Regions from separate parts of the Zea mays genome. Here region 1 is linked to region 2. A link is a contact called in public Hi-C data. All regions are on one chromosome and are shown on one strand. Each heading gives the region's core, a stretch centred on a gene start, on an enhancer-like site or on the middle of the called end of the contact. The rest is flanking DNA. Distances are from core to core; before and after follow the strand shown. Region 1 holds the start of LOC100277288. Region 2 holds the start of LOC100275272.

The links. A called contact is a pair of places that touch in the nucleus more often than the background predicts.
Region 1: a contact with region 2 is called in a Hi-C map of ear, with 1.7 times the contacts expected there. The contact joins the promoter of LOC100277288 here to the promoter of LOC100275272 in region 2. A contact is called at or near these places in 2 of 25 Hi-C or Micro-C datasets (ear and tassel).

The regions. Positions count from the first base shown.
Region 1 is chr5:198,483,264-198,488,381 of Zm-B73-REFERENCE-NAM-5.0, reverse strand. It overlaps LOC100277288, which reads right to left and starts at 3,378. Exons shown (of 1, transcript NM_001150898.2): 1 at 1,999-3,378. The coding sequence starts at 3,347. The coding sequence ends at 2,289.
Region 2 is chr5:197,900,574-197,905,144 of Zm-B73-REFERENCE-NAM-5.0, reverse strand. LOC100275272 reads left to right here and starts at 1,372. Exons shown (of 1, transcript NM_001152147.1): 1 at 1,372-2,165. The coding sequence starts at 1,460. The coding sequence ends at 1,840.

The sequences.
Region 1 (5,118 bases), core at 2,129-4,628, 580 kb before region 2:
ATTTCCCTTTTCTCGGTGAGTGTTTGGTTCCCACTTCACTTTTAGTCCCTAAACTGTCAAATAGAATGGCTAACGGGGCTGCCAAATACAAATTTTAAGGACTAAAGTTTAGTTTCTAAAATTTAGAAGGGTTACTAAAGGAACCAAACACACCCTCAGTTAAGCATAAAACTTTTAGTGATGTTTTCCTAAATAGTTTTTTCAAACCAGCTCTGCTTAAAAAACTGCTTGATTAAAGCTGATGAATTGTATCAAATAGGATACAACAATTAATTGATAAGATATAAAGTAATAGCAAGAGTCTGAAAAGCTTCACAAGTCCTAATAGTGGTCAGAAGGTGTTACTAAGTATCAGGTCCTATAAAGGAATGACGAAAAAGAGTAAAAAAAGGATGAAGAACACAGGACAGGCATATCAACACCATCATATATCTTTTGGCACAGGGCAATCTACCTCTGTAAGATACTTCAAGGGGAGATACTTCAGAAGTTTAGAGGCAGTGGTGCAGGGTGCAGTTATATTGGAGCTGATTGGATGCCTGCGCGCTACTCTCGGGAGGGTGACCGGCCGGATACACATGATTTAAGCTTACCGCTAGATGCAGGCAAAATAACTTATTTTATATCTCTTATACAGTACACGTCTCTTGTCTCTTATATGCAGGTAACTAAACATAATTTCAGATAAAATCAATAAATACAGTGGTCTAAAATGAGACGATGTGAGCAACCAATCAGACGGATTAACATATTTGATTCACTGACTAGCTTGTCACACTTTGCCTAATTACTTTTCTGCCTAAGGTTAGTTCTTCAATTCGAACAACTAACTTTTAGCAAAGTGTGACACAGTTAGCCACGAATCAAATACACCCTAAGACTCTCTAGTCCCCTTCGTCCCCCATAGAACACATGTCATGATTTAGTATATCTTGGCTTGGCATATGGTTCACCTGTGCTTCGGATTGCCCTAAAACTCCAAACAGCCATCACCTTCCTTGTTATTACGACCTGAATGATTTAGTTTTTAATTAAAGAGAAAGAGTACAAAACGCTATGCTTAGACATCTGCAGAATAAAAGTGAAATCATCCTCGTTCTATGCAGCACAAGTGCTGGCGGTCCTAACATTTTAGGGGCCGACAAGGTTTCAAATAGAGACCCTTAAAATTATTTTTAATATGTAAATGTTACTAATTAAACCCTTAAAATACATCTAAAAATATTTATATCAAATAATAAGTAAATAAAAGGATATATATTATGGTATCACCTTGAAATTTTCTTTTAACATGTTTAGATATTTATTATTTTGCTGATGAGCAATTAGATCACATGACTAGAATTGGGCCCTATGAATTCGGGGGTCCGGGGCAACCGCCCCTCTGCCCCACCCTCAGGGCCACCAGTGCAAGTGCACAACACGATAAGTTTTCAACATCTCCAGCTGTTGGTATTATCGATAACCGTCCGTGCTTCTCTTCAGTTTCTCGAGGAAATGATGAAAACAAGTGGATAATTGGTCGCACACAAACAACCAGTATAATTCTATTCCCTGCCGCCCGTGCATCATCTACCTATCATCCACTCATCCTTTCTTTCATCCCAACCATGTCCATCTCCTAACCCCGGAGTACTGGGCTACTGGAACATCCTTTTCAGAGAATTTCCCTCCCCGGGGTGCCCTGTCATTGCCGGATACCAAACCGCAAAGCTACACCAAAATCTAGCACAATCAGACGACAAATCACACATGTAAGTCTGTCTCCACTCTCCAGCAGCTTACCCATCTTATCTCCTATTTTAAACTTCATTCTGCAAATAGTATAGTCTACACTCTACAATGCAAAACAGTATTTTGCACAACTATATATATACGAACTGCTGGAGACAGCCTAACAAAAAAGAAAGGCTTTTGATTCACATAATACTGGATTACAATCAAATTTCAAGTCTCAAATTAAATATTAAGCTCAATTAAAACGCTCAACTCTGATATGGCAAACCTTTATTTAAGCTTGAGAATGAACAGAACATACAATCCTTTATTAAACTAGAACATCAACACAGTATACTGAATTTGAAGGCAATTTTCCTACAAATATGACCCAAATCTACTGGACTGCATGATTATCAAGAAAACTTTAAACGACAGAATCAAGAATTTACAGGAGTGAACTTATATAGGGATTATTGCTGGTTCGAACTGCAAGGATACCGAAGAAATTACCTAGAACCATATATCAACAGTGATTGCACAACAATGATGAATCTCCCAACCCTGCAGATTCAGACTTCATCCAATCTTGGTACGATCCACGATGGCATCTCACCACGCATCGCCATCTCCTGGTCGTTGAGGCGGCACGCAAGTTTCTTCGAGGTACGGGTCTCCAGGCTAAATGCCGAAACGCTGTAGTTCACCTTCTTGCTGCTCACTGAATAGATTGTGTTGCTCTCGAGATTGCCAAACCCCGCCGTCGGCACTGCGAACCCGTGGTGGGAATCTACGAATAGCGCACGCTCGCCGATGCCTGTGAGCTCCTGCCAGGCTGAATTGACGCTGCGGTGGTTGACATGGAAGGCCTTCGAGAAGTCAACGTCGTCGCTGAAGAGGTACATCCACTTTGACTTGACGAGGAGGAAGAGCTCGTCGCCGGCGACAGCGACGCGCGCCTCGGCGGGGAGCTCGACGGCGGGGGCCGGGATCACGGCGGCGATGGCAAGGGTGACCGCGTCGACGATGGTGGTGCGGCAGACGTCCTCCTCGAAGACGAAGAACTTGCCGCCGGCGTAGTTGATGCTGCTGGCGTTGCAATCGTACAGTGCACGGATCGGGGACCAGGAGGCGGCTGTCGTCGGATCGGCGGCGCAGAAGAGCAGGCCTTCGCCGCTGGACGCCATGACGCCGTGCGGAGACCAGTCCCAGGCCAGGTCCTCCGTCTCCGCGAAGAAGAAGGGGAGCGGCGGGAGCGGGCGGGTGGCGCCGGTGAAGGGATGGACGAGGGAAGCAGCCAGATCTGTCGGGTCGATGGCGAGCGCCCATCCATGCGGGGACGCGTACAGGTGGGGGCGGGGGCGGCGGTGGTGCACCTCTGCGGCGGGGTGGGGCAGGCGGAGGTTTGGGTAGATTCGGTCCTCCCGGGGGCAGAAGAAGAGCCGAGACGGGGACGACGGGAGGAGAAGCCACGGCGGCTGCGGCGGCGGGGCGGCCACGGCGTCCCGCGCCGCCGATCGCCATGACGAGCAGACGGAGCGAAACCGGGCGATGTCGGCGAGCTCGTTGATCCTACCGGCGATGTCGGTGAGGAGCTCGGAGGGGAGGTCGGACCATCCCATGGCGGCCATGGCGATCTCAATCTGAAATTATGCGTTTTTTTTTCCTAGGCTGCGACCGAAGGAGCGAAGGACCCTTTATTTTTTTAGAGCGAGTTAGTTGCCGTTATTAATGTCATGACGGGCTTGGCACAAATAACGTCATGGCTGATGGCAATGAGCTTTGCCACTAAGCCATTTTCAAACATAGTTTCACGAGAGATTCTAATATTTGTCACCATCAAGTCCACATTTTATAGACTCAGACACTCAGTTGAACCCACAATTCATAGACACGGTGATAGTTATAACAAGAAGATAACATTGTGAGTGGCAAAAATCTAATTATCTCTTGTTTCACAGACAAAAGGCTATTTTCTCCTATTGACTAACCTGGATGCTAATCTCAACTCTTTATTTCCAGTTATGCCCTTCGGTCATTAACGCCGTTACCTATACACGGTTTCGACGCTGGCGCAACGTTTCGGAACAGAGAAATAGAGGGACGTTGGCGCAATGTACTCGACGCCTGACGCTCAGTGCGTCTTTTGCATTTGGCCAAGCACAGTTAATAGTCCTCAAGCACACAGTTTAGAACCAAGCATAGTTCGTCTTTTTCACTTGGCCAGCTAGCTAGTTGTCTGGCACAGAAAGCAGGAAGTTCACAGCTAACTCAAAAACCATAGATTTTAGAGATGTCCACAGTTCAAAAGGCAAGTTCAAACGTACACAATACAAACAGTATACAGTAAGTTGAAACAGACACATTTCAAACTGATTTCAAACAGCAAGTTCAAACACACTGATTTCAAATAGCAAGTTCATACACACTGATTTCAAATAGCAAGTTTAAACACTTCATACACGCTGATTTCAAATAGCAAGTTCTCACGATGAGTGTTGACATCGTTATTTTGCCAAGGGTAAAAGATGGTAAAAAGAGTCTAATAATGTGCTCAAGAGTACAAATGGCATTTTGTCTGTGAAATGAAGTTTGAAAATGGCGTAGTGGCGAAGCCCATTGCCGTGATGGTATTTGGGTGAAACCCCCCTTTGATACTGACCAATGGGCAAATAACTCCAAAAATCTACATGACCGAGGTGTACCCCTCACCTTTAAAATCAGTTATTTAACCTGCTCCATTTTATAAAACCAAGCTAGTAACCCCTTAGACGGTTTTAGTGAGTAGTTTTGTTGACGTGACATTCCCATCATGACATCAGTTTTGTTTATTCCAATTTTGTGACATTCCCAATATGCATGCTTGGATTGCAAGGTAATAATTAGGGAATGTGTTGTCTATCAACATAATTCTATGGTGGCAAACTTTCATTTTCATGTGCATGCCTATAGGGATAAACAAGCCAAGCCAAGATTATAAGAATAAAGGGTCAAAAAAGGGGCAATTGGAAGAAAGAAAATGACGCAAACAACATATGAGAGAAGATGGCAACCCGAGAAGGTGGCCCCAAAGGTGTGTGGAGCAACCAAAGTTGTTCACTCCATTGATGAGTACATCAAAATAGGAAAAAGTTTCACCTTAAAGTGCCTCAAACTATTATGTACAGGTATTATTTCATGCTTTAGCAAGGAGTATAGTCATCGTCCCATTATTAGCAATCTCATATGACTATTAACTAAGGGGAAAGGGGTTTCATGATATGATGGGGAGTATAGATTGCATGCGTTGAAAGTGTAGGAACTATCTGATTGGATAGAGAGGGCAATTTACAGAGGGGGACATTAGATCCCCAACGATCATGCTTGAGGTGTTTTTCTCATATGACTTGTTGATATGGCATG
Region 2 (4,571 bases), core at 123-2,622:
TGCGAAGTCTTCGCGGATGAAGGGATTCCCATATCTTGGGGCTTCGTAGATGAAGATTTACGTATTTTTCCTTTGCCGACAAGGTCTTCAGGTGAAGGGTGGAGTCTTCACACCTGAGTGAATTGATTTGTTCTTTTGTTATAACTTTGTTGCTTTATCTAATGTGATGTTAAATCTACAAGCCAAACAAACAATCATTAGTTAGCTCGAAAGAATGGAAGTGCACCTTTAACTATAGTGAAAACCTCAACAGTAGCCCTCGTGGGTGAAGGCCTACCGCGAAGGTCTTAATCCTGTGCAGTCGTGATCTTTTGCAATGGTTATAATGCCATCACTGATATTTAGAGTTGGCTATTGAAGAGAATAATAACAAATTTCATATTTGTGGTGTTTTAGTTTGACCATCATGGGTTCAAAGAGAGATTTGAATAGTTGTTTTGACCAAAGTTGTCTACAAATATTGTGCTCACAAGTTTTTTATTTACTGGTTTTCCTTGTGCTCGAGCGATCTTGTTGGTCTTGTCCTGGGCAATAGGAAATCTTTCTTCTCGATCGGCTGGTTTGTTTTCTTAGTTTTGTTCATGACGTGTGAAGAAGAAATTTCTTTTGCAACCTCTTCTAGTTCCGAGGAAGACCTATATTTGAATCAGAATTAGTTAGCAGTAAAGCAAGGTTTCTTAAGTTCGCAGTACCTCTGTTGGATGAGGCTGTTCTTGCCTCGTTTCTTCAGAAAAGATCACTAGTATTAGTACATGGTCAAGTTCGTTTGCCAGGGAGCCAATTGGTTCCGAAGCCGATATGTAGTATTTAAGGACTTCTTTACCGCTGGACTTTGCTTCCATGTTTAAGATATTAAGGAAGAAATTCTATAATTATGGGAAAGAAAAAAAAAGAAAGACGTAATAACTCTGGTAACATAAAAGCTGTGCTTCTGTGGGATGCATCATAGACCATAGTGCTAGCGTTTTTGATCGCGAGAAGCTAGGCACATGAGTCCACCTGTAAAGGTGACGAGAGATCCAGATCAGACCTGCAGGGACGCACTGGTGCTAGTCTTGATAAATTCTCCAGTGGCATGTGACGCGTGTGGGGCCCTCCGACTGCCCATGCATCGTAGGGTTTGACACGCTGCAAGTACCATCCGTATCTGTATATCCGCAGTATTTAAACAACCGATCGTGAACTAACTAATCCCGTGGAAATGGAAAAGATTCCACCTGTTGCGTCCCTTTCCGATCTTTACATGGACAGTCACCTCTGAGCTGTCTCACTCGTAAACCATAACCACCCCTCCATATATAAAAAACAAACCCTAGCTTTGGACACGCACAAGTGTTATATATATACTCGTCCGTTGTTCTCTAGCTACTGGCGTTAGAGTTAGAGACCTGCAGGAGGAGACAGAGCTTAGGTGAGCAAGCAAGAGCGAGAGACAACAGATCATCAGATCGGGACATCCATGGAGCTGGAGGCCGCTGCCGCGCCGGCGACGACGTGCAGCTGGAGGGACGGGCGGAAGCTGGTGAGGTGCCCGCGGCTGCAGCTGGACACCAAGACGGCCACGGCCATCGAGCAGTCCACGGGGGCGAGCATCGCCGACTCCGCGGCCGCCGCCGAGGGCGCGATGCGCGTCAAGATCGTGCTCAGCAAGCAGCAGCTCAAGCAGGTGGCGGCGGCCGTCGCCGGGGGCGGCAGCGCCGCCTTCGCCGCGCTGCCGCCGGCGCTGGAGCAGCTCGTGAGCTTGCTGAGGCGCCAGCACGCCAAGAAGCAGGCTGCGGCCGGGAGGCGCCGAGGCCGGTGGTCGCCGGCGCTGCAGAGCATCCCGGAGGAATGCTTTTAGCTAGGCCGCCTGCATGCGTACGTACAGTATGTCTAGTGCTCTGTACTCCATCCACCGTCTGCTTGTATAGCTAGGGCTGCCGCCAGATTTCCGGCCTCTCTTTTCTTCCCGGGTCGCAACCTGCCGATTGGTTGGGCCAAAATGAGCGCCCAATGGTTGCGTACCAAATTTGAAATGTCACATATTTTAATCTGGCATTTGCCATTTGGATCCATCGATCCAAAAAAAAAAAAACTTCTCTGTTTATTTCCGAGATGGTGTACATATCTTGATCTGGCCAATAAAAAGGCAATGATGAACTGGGGGGAAAAGGGACTTTCTTTGCCGTGCAGTTGTTGTGCGTGGCTGTGGGCTGTGGCCGTGATGAATAATAGTGATCTAGCTGATGCTAGCCCTGCTGGCTGCTCTGCACTGCAGTCTGCAGGGGGATGAGAAATGGCCAAATGGTTGCCAGGCCACAAGATTCCTCTCGAGTAGCAAGATAAGATCTATGCATGTACACGAGAGGGTTACAGTTGTGGTTTATGCATGACCAGAAGGGAGCAATTAGTACACCGACATGGCCTACGACTGGGAGCAATTAGCAAGATAAGATCTATGCACGTAAACGAGGGACCAGCAGCTGAGCGTCAGAGGCTCTCAAGCTGTGCGAACTTTTTTTGAAGCAAGCCTGGTCCTACGTACTGGGTGTGCGTTCAGCGGCCAGCTTGATGTAGGAAAAAGTTTATGTTAGTATTTGCTTTAGGTACCAGTTCGACCTGGAAATGGATTTGGATAATCCAAAATCTCAAATGGATTCAAGATGCTTTGGGTTTAGTTGGACGAATGCCGTTTGGATGCGGATAACCATAGCCGTGGCCCATGGCCCATGAGAACCAAACGCATCGTATTCGCTTCCCCGTCGAGTCCCTGGCGGGCAGCGCCGCCACCACTCCACCTTGCTCGGCCCTCGACCGGTGCTAATTATCTCTATGCTGCCACATGCTACGCTGAAAATGGCTACTGTGACGTACGTATAGCAACGGTATTACTGGCCTCCGCGAGTACATACCTGAAGTAGCAAGACTGAAGACAACTCGCGATTCACAAACCCGTAGAATAATCGTCTCAACAAACTCCGAGTAGACATGGTAGCAGAATCGTAGTCCTAAAGACTAGTCCACACACATATATACTCATACGTACCAAATCGTACTAGAAAAAAAGCAATCAAATCACTCTTCTGACTGCCGCTATTCCACGAGCCAGGCAGACGCAACTATCACGATCAGACCACCGCCGGGCGCCGAAGCACGCAGCCGCGGTCGACCTGGGGCCCGCGCAGACAAATGACGCAAAAAAAGAGCCGATAAACCAGCGAGAATGGAGAGGCAGCCAGGCAGGCTCCACGGCGGCGCCGGCCGCCCACCAACGCGCGCATGGGCCACGGCGTGGCGCGGCTGTCCCTAATTGCTTAGGCGAACTGCCCGGGCCACCGCTGGAGCTCGACTGCTCTAGACCAAAGCCTCGCGGTGACAGGCTGACAGCCGAAGCGCAAGGGCAACCCGACGAGACGACAGCCGTGTTCGTGACGCGCGACGGCCCGCACCGCTGTGTCTATTTCCTTTCGACCGCAAGGGGGCAGCTTAGGCCAGGCCGGCCGCGCATGTGACAACCTACCTGAAAACGACCGTGCGTGCCCTGCCCCCGATTGCGAGAGCTAGCTCCGAACTCTCTCGCCAGCCACCGCGCGCGCCAGAGCCCAGAGACTTTCTGGTGAGGCGCGGACGCCAAGCGCGACACGCAACGACCACCTCGGCCGGGAAGAGAGGCACGGACAGCAACGACCACCGGCACACGTCTGGTAGGGCGGGGGAGCACGCGGCCGGGCCGTGCGTCGCGGCGCGCGATCGGACGGCTGCGGCGGGGTGGCGAAACGGTCCGTTCGCCCGTGCATGGCCTGGGGCCCCTGATCAGGCCAGGCCAGGCCAGGTCGCTGCTGTGTCTGTTAGCACAACGACACAAGTTGTGGTGTACTACGCGTCCTGCTTATCCGAAATTATTTCATTTGCCCAACGCCGATTGGGACGTGGATGGAGTCGGAGCTGCCTCCCCTCCGCCCTCTATACGTCACGCTAGCGTAAGCCTTGCGTCACAACATTTCTTCATCTTTTTTTTTTGGGTTCCTTCATCTTTTGTTTATTGAGCGTGGGGGCCCATCGGTCCTCGTAGTGCATGTTACCTGTCAAAACTATTCGCGCGGGGTACGAATATCTAAGAACCTGTGCTGTCCATGTGCTAGCTAGCTTATGTACGTACACGTCTCATCAGCTGTGCATGCCGATGTTGATCACGTTCATCGCCTCTGTACGTTCCTTGCTGAATAAGATAATCATCGATTTGTCAACCAAGGGTTCAGTTTTATTTTCTAGTTTACCGTCATCACGTTCTTCACCGCGAAGTAACTTTGTCGCTTCTCTAAGCTTCATCAGTTGCAAGAAACATCTACCTACGTGTCGAAAAATGCGAGTGGCTCGACTTGGATCCCTGCCAGGCAGATCGAACCGACAGGGTCGATCAACGCTGCTCGATCCTCTCCTCTCACGGAGGCGATTCCGTCGCCGTACGACTACCAAACAGGGGTTAACGCAAATCTGGGATCGCTCGCGTCCTGCCACATAGAAGAACTCGCCTCCACTCCATATAATAATGTTGCCATGAAAAGTGGCGCCCTTCACATGCGCTTTGTCCG